Linked DNA regions of Zea mays: region 2 is linked to region 1. Evidence: chromatin contacts called from public Hi-C data. All regions are on one chromosome and are shown on one strand. Each heading gives the region's core, a stretch centred on a gene start, on an enhancer-like site or on the middle of the called end of the contact. The rest is flanking DNA. Distances are from core to core; before and after follow the strand shown.

What was found. Hi-C and Micro-C count contacts between places; a contact is called where the count stands out from the background.
Region 2: a Hi-C map of leaf shows a contact between it and region 1, with 6 times the contacts expected there. The contact joins the promoter of LOC100382453 here to the promoter of LOC103650050 in region 1. A contact is called at or near these places in 5 of 25 Hi-C or Micro-C datasets (bundle sheath, ear, endosperm and 2 more).

The regions. Positions count from the first base shown.
Region 1 is chr3:48,537,923-48,541,137 of Zm-B73-REFERENCE-NAM-5.0, reverse strand. It overlaps LOC103650050, which reads right to left and starts at 1,514. Exons shown (of 2, transcript XM_008675718.4): 1 at 1,173-1,514; 2 at 680-1,170. The coding sequence starts at 1,214. The coding sequence ends at 940.
Region 2 is chr3:49,236,981-49,240,195 of Zm-B73-REFERENCE-NAM-5.0, reverse strand. It overlaps LOC100382453, which reads left to right and starts at 1,649. Exons shown (of 3, transcript NM_001175194.1): 1 at 1,649-2,667; 2 at 2,762-2,854; 3 at 2,940-3,215. The coding sequence starts at 1,660. The coding sequence ends at 3,035.

The DNA.
Region 1 (3,215 bases), core at 265-2,764:
ATCAATTTCTAAACTCCTTTTCCCTATTTTCTTTATTTCCTGGACTGCGTCCCAAATTCCAGAAAAATCAGGGACCAAGCTATAAATGTTTTTCTAGACTCAGTGAGCATACAGAGTGTACGGTGGGTTAAACACAAAAGACGTTTTAGTTGAAGTTGTATACAATTCAACATGAGTCATGTTGGTTAGAGGGTGGAAGGCTAGGCATTCTGCTCAATAGATCCAAGATTCGATCCTAGGCAGCCATGATTTGATTTTTTTTCTGGACGGCTGAGATCGTAGAATGACAGAACACAAAAAGGCAGACTACTATTGCTAACTTAATAAGTAGTAGAGGTTTACATGATACATTAAGAAAGAGAAAAGGCACTACTAATTTTGAACATTGTCTGAAGCTGCAATTCTTTGCAGATAAACCTATAGGTCTCCACTTGTTGTATACTGAACATTAGACTATATGATGATGATAATACAAAACGTCCACCACGTGAGCAGTAGGGTCTGGTCTAGCAGCACGAGTATTTGTTCCTGTTTAATTCAAAAATAAACTAGCGGATGACAAATATTCGATAACGGAGTTAGTATATTTGAGGCTTGTTGTTGGAGAACCACGTTTTGTGTCACTTCTAAATAGATTAAATCGGTTTAAAAAAATATTGACCTTAGTTTAGGATCCTTCTTGGAGTTGCTTTTACCCGCAGGAGATTGCTTACATTGGCCTCCACGTCGAAGTATAGTTGTACATTCGGGCCGCCCAGCCCGGCCCGGCCCAAACCCGAAAAAACTCGGCACGTTTAATTTCGGGCCGGCCCGGCCCAGTATTAAATTCGGGCTGTGCCGTGCCGGCCCACGGCCCAGCCCATATTTCACTAAACATGCCGTGCTTTAAATGGGCGGCCCGAAATAAAAAATGGCGCAACCAAACGCCCGCACCGGGCCTCAGTCGCGCAGTACGACGGCGGGGTCCTTGGACGGCCCGAGGTCTCCCCCTGGGCAACCGGCGCCGGGATCGTCGGACGCGTCCCTCGCGGCGGTGGTGGCGGCGTCAGGGTCGGGGTCGCGGGCGGAGTCGATGGCCTCCTGAGCCTGGTCGAGGTAGGGCTTGAAGCCGACGCGGAAGGAGAGGTAGCCGAAGGCCACGGCGCCCAGCACCACCACCCCTGAGGCCCTGAGCGCATCGCGTTCTGCCGCGCCCGGCTCCTGCCCGCACTCATCGCCGACACGGACGCGCGCACCTGGTTTGGCCTCCTGTCGACCTGAGAAGACAGAACGGTGGATGGATCCCTGATCCTTCCCAGCCTCCCTGGATTGGACAAGTGCAGTGCGAGTCTGTGGACTGTGGGTGTGGGAGTGTTTTGTCTCTATAAAGTCTAAGCAAACAGCTAAGCTGCCTACTCGATCCGTTCCTTCTAATCTTTCCCTATCTTAAAAGTCACAGGTTATGGATGGAGCATGCCGGTGGCCGGTGCTGGATGGGAGTCGCCAGTCGGGAATCGGGATCGGCGGATCGGGACACGGGAGAAAACGGCGGCCGGGCAGGGACGTAGCACGTAGGGTTTCAGGTTAATGGAAATGGGCCGCGCGGTTGCGGCGCTTTAGGCCCGTCCCGCCGTCCGTCCGTGGACACACAGACAACGAGAATTTCAGGAGTGCGCTGCTATGAATTTCGGGCCTTTCGTGCCAGTAAACGGGCCAATTCGGATCTGCTTAAACGGACCGGGCTCGTGCCCGCCTGTGGGCCTCGGCGTCGGCCCAAGCACGGCCCGATACAAGTATACAACGGGCCGGGCCGGGCCGGCACGGCCCGAAATAATTTCGTGTCGTGCCGTGCTTGGGCCGAACTTTTTTTTCGTGCTTCGTGCCCGTACATTAGGTCCAGCCCAAATGTACACCTCTACGTCGAAGTACTTGCTCGTCACTTTGGCCTGCAGATCCACGGGCCACGGCTCTCTGTAGCGAAACACAGGCAGGCTGTCAACACGCACACGCGCTCGGTCTCTCGGGGAGCGCCGGCAGGTGCCCGTAACCGGACATACTGACGACGCGGGCGTCGCGGTGGCCGCCAAGCCACAGCGCGTGCGTAGCACGCCGCGTCTCGCCGTCGGCGGTGCCGGCGCAAGGACGGAGGGAGCGGACACGGCCGGCATGCACACCAAAGTTTTGTTTTGGTTTGGCTTCGCATATCGGTTTTTTTTTTGGATTGTTTTGGCCTATCGGATTAAATGGAGAAATCAAGAGGGAGTGGTGGGCCTCCGGAGTTAACTTGCGTGAACGCCTTTGTATGGCCTGTTGGGCTCCTTCCCACTCGACTACCCTTGTCTTTTCCTCTTTTCGGCCCGTAAAACTGGGCTACGGTTGTGTGTCCTTTTGTAGCCCGTGTGTAGCGCAAAAAATAATTATTTTGTCTCTCTCAACTATCGTGGAAGTTAGTCAGCCTTTTCACCCATATAAAATCAGATAGAAATTATCTCATCTTTGAAAATCAGGCACGTGACCATATGTCTGATTTTCTATATGTGTTTCCTTATTCTTTATGTTTATTTTGATCAAATCTTTAAAAAACCCAGACTAAATCATAGAAAATTCAATCTTGTTGAACTCCACATGAATAGATTAGATCTATGCTTTATGTAATTAGTTTATAGATGCAGTTTCTGCGGTCCAATTATATTGAAAATTTTATGGTACGCTAACTATTACATATTTGAGTTATAGTAAATAAAATCATGCTCATTGGATCATGTAATGCTGAATTATAGATTTAGCTAGGTTAATATTTGTTAAATAGTTTTAAAACAATATTTAAAAGTGTGTAAAATAGAAAATATGTGCTCTCTATGTAGTGTTACTATATGTTATATTATATGTAAACGCATCTAGGTCCCTTGTTGGGTTTTGGTGTTTAATTACATTAAATTATTATGATAATGTGTATTTTACATATGTAGATTGAGATAGGTCATAATAACGGTGAATGATTAGGCTAATGTAGTTTCTATGCCCATATTGATGAATGATCAGTTTTCAAAGGATGAGCGAGAAGGTTAAAGATGAACTAGTTTTAAGTGACAATAGAGTTGATGAACACACATATTAGCGATAGCACCTTTATTTTCCCTCCAGTCGTACTGTAAAGGGGGCATAGATGGATATCTTGATCTAGATAAGTCTAGTTTATGAGTGGTGAGGCACACATGTGAAAACTAGTGATAGGT
Region 2 (3,215 bases), core at 400-2,899, 700 kb before region 1:
ATTGCTATATCATGTAGCCAGCTAAAAGACTACTTATATTATATAATAACACTCTCATAATAAAAAAAATGTATATTTAATATTTAGTCCTGCCTTGAAGTCCGTGTGCATCTCACTTTTAGCTGGTTACTATTAGTGAGTAGCCCGCTTTTTCTTTCTTCGCTTCTTCTTTTTTTCTACCTCATCATAAATAAATCTGAAATGTCATCACTTACAGCATGTCTATATCAACTTATATTATACTTTAAGAACTATTGCCCCCTTTGCTTGAGCAGGACCAATGATTAGGTAGCTGTGGGCTGTGTGGCGTACAGGAAGGAGTACGTGTGTGGCGCGAGGGAGCAGAGTTTTGGGCGCGCTTTCGTAGCCGCACACGCACGGACGCACCTTTCTCTATCAGAGGAGCGTCCTCGGTGGTTGCGACCACCACCGAACCCCCGTACGTACGCTCAGCTCACACGTCTGGGCTGGATCCCCTGCCCAAAGCGGCTTTGATTGCCTCCCTTCCTTCAGCTTGCTACTAGTTCAGTAGTTCCCTTTCTTTTCTACCGCTTTGTTGCTTTTGCAGCAGCAAGATGCCCCCCCTTTTGGCTTTGCAGGAGCTGAGTTCCTGCCATGTGTCGCTGGGACTGCACCGGCGTCCAAGTCGCATGCCCATGGATGGATTCGGTATCAGCACGGAGTACATGATGCATGCGCAAGCTGTCAAGTGTAGCAGGGAAGCACGAGCTGCAGCAGTGTTCCCCCGCTGCTAGCTCATCATTCATTTGATGGATGGATTCGGTCCCCTCGTCCCCCCGATCGTCCAATCATTTAAATCTCTCCGTGCAAGAAATAGTGCGATACGATGGAGGCACGAAGTGCGTAGATTTCATCCTATGCCTACTGTATAAATTCATTCTGCATCCTGAAAGATCTTTCATACAAACCCCTAGTGATAGTAAAAGTAAGTAAACAAACAAGCTAGTAGTAAATATTCTACTCAATCTACAATAAAGGATGCCATGGCAGGTCCTTGCCAAAAAATATAATAGGATAAACAAAGATGTCAGGTTAACTAACTAACTATGGATCTTCAGGTTCGTCAAGCCCTAATTAATACTAACTTGTGTAGAAGTAGGAACAGAGGTTATTGCTAGGTGGAATCCGCGCATTGTAAAAATCACCTGACTCCTAACTAGGAGGGGAATATAAATCCAACAAGAGCACAAGGAACACACTGTGGCAAGCACAAGCTTGGGGGGCGGGCCGGTACAGAGCACTGCCTAGGCCGCTGTTGCACATTTTGCACGTCTCATCTGCTTGTCCATTTCCATCCAGGTCCCCCAGGGCAACAACTGTGCACCGCTCGCTGCCTTCTCTACCGTGACCGAGAGGGTGAGAGCTCCCAGCCCTTCCTCCTGTAGCCAAGATATATACCTAAAGGTTGAACAAGCAGCAGCAGAGGCAAAGCCGTTAGCCAATCTGCTGTTGCGTGTTGCACCGATCAACGTCGGTTCCCAGCGCTTGCTCGTCAAGCGTGTCCTGCTGCTGTTCTCTGCTCCTGCTTGCCGCGAGAGCTCCTCTCGCTCATCTACCCAAGGTCCTCTCGGCGCCGAGATGTGAGCTTATCTCTTGACCGGTTCTTGCTTCCTTGATACAGCGCTAGCTTATGCGTGCATGTGCGCTTGGTGCAGGTCCGACAGCAACGACTTCGTCGAGCTGCTATGGGAGAACGGCCAGGCGGTGGTGCACGGGAGGAGGAAGCAGCATCCCCAGGCCGCCTTCCCGCCCTTCACCTGCGGCGCGGCCAGCAGCAGTAGAGCTCAAGAAAACCAGCCGGGTACTACCGACCCGGTCTCGCTGTTCAAGACGGGAGGCCTCTTCGCCGACTTCTCGTCCGGCCTAGACGCCGCCCGTGGCAACGGTGACCTTGACGACACCGTGCCCTGGATCCACTGCCCCATCGTCGAGGAAGACAGCGCCGCACCCGCACCTGCCCTCGCGGAGGGCTACAGCCCAGATTTCTTCTCGGAGCTCCATGCAGCGGCGTTAGCAGCGGCGGCGGCAGAGACGAACCTCAGCCCTCTGCCACCACCGGTCCAGCACAACAGAAGCACCCCGGTTGCCACCACCAGCAGAGGACCAGAACCCTCGAAGGAAGCCCCGCGCATACCAGTACCAGGTCCAGGCAGCAGGCCCGAGCCACAATCTGAGTTCGCGGCCACCAGGAAACCTCGGCCGGAGAGCGGTGGAGAGGGATTGATGAACTTCTCCCTCTTCTCTAGGCCTGCAGCCTTGGTCCGGGCAAGCCTACAGAGGCCACCGCCACCGCAGACAGGCACTGACAAGGTGTCCAATGTCACCACGAGCACCCGCGTGGAGTCGACGGTTCTACAGTCGGCTAGTGGGCCAAGAATCGCCCCTGTGTTCACGGACCAGAGGACGGCGTGGTCACAATCCAAGGAGGTGCGGTTTTCATGCGCACCAGCGCTGGCGGCTGGTAACCTGCACCAGGATATGCCTCTGGGAAGACCTGGCAACAACATGACTCCCCAGGGGAAAATGGAGACCAAAAAGGCTTGTGAGGTTGCAGTCGCTACTCCATCGCTCTGCTCCGGCAATGGCGAGTCCTGGCGCGAACAAAAGAGGAAGAGTCAGGCCGAATGTTCTGCAAGTCAAGACGATGTAAGCAGAGGATCTGAGATAGGGAGTCGGTGGTATGTGGCTACGCACACCTTGTACTTACTGCTAACAATTCGTAAAAAATGGTTTTGTTCAGGATCTTGATGATGAGTCCGGTGGGATGCGAGGATCAGGCGGCAGAGGTACGAAGCGCAGCCGCACCGCGGAGGTGCACAATTTGTCCGAAAGGGTAAGCATGCAATCGGTCTCTGTACAGGCTCATTCCTGACTCTGAAGCTCGAGCTACCATTGAACTGATCGGACTGTACCTGCAGAGGAGAAGGGACAGGATCAATGAGAAAATGCGCGCCCTGCAAGAGCTCATCCCCAACTGCAACAAGGTACGACGATCCATTTCTACCATCTTTTAATTAGGCCCCGTTTGATCTGATTAGTCCCTCTATTTTAGTCACATTTAGTCCATAAATTACCAAATGGTAGGACTTAAACAGAGACTAAATTGTTCTAGTCTCTTAAGAGGTGACTAAAAAAACTAAACCATATAAATTCTACCTTTTGCCCTTCCTTTATTTCAGTTGCACTAACGACGG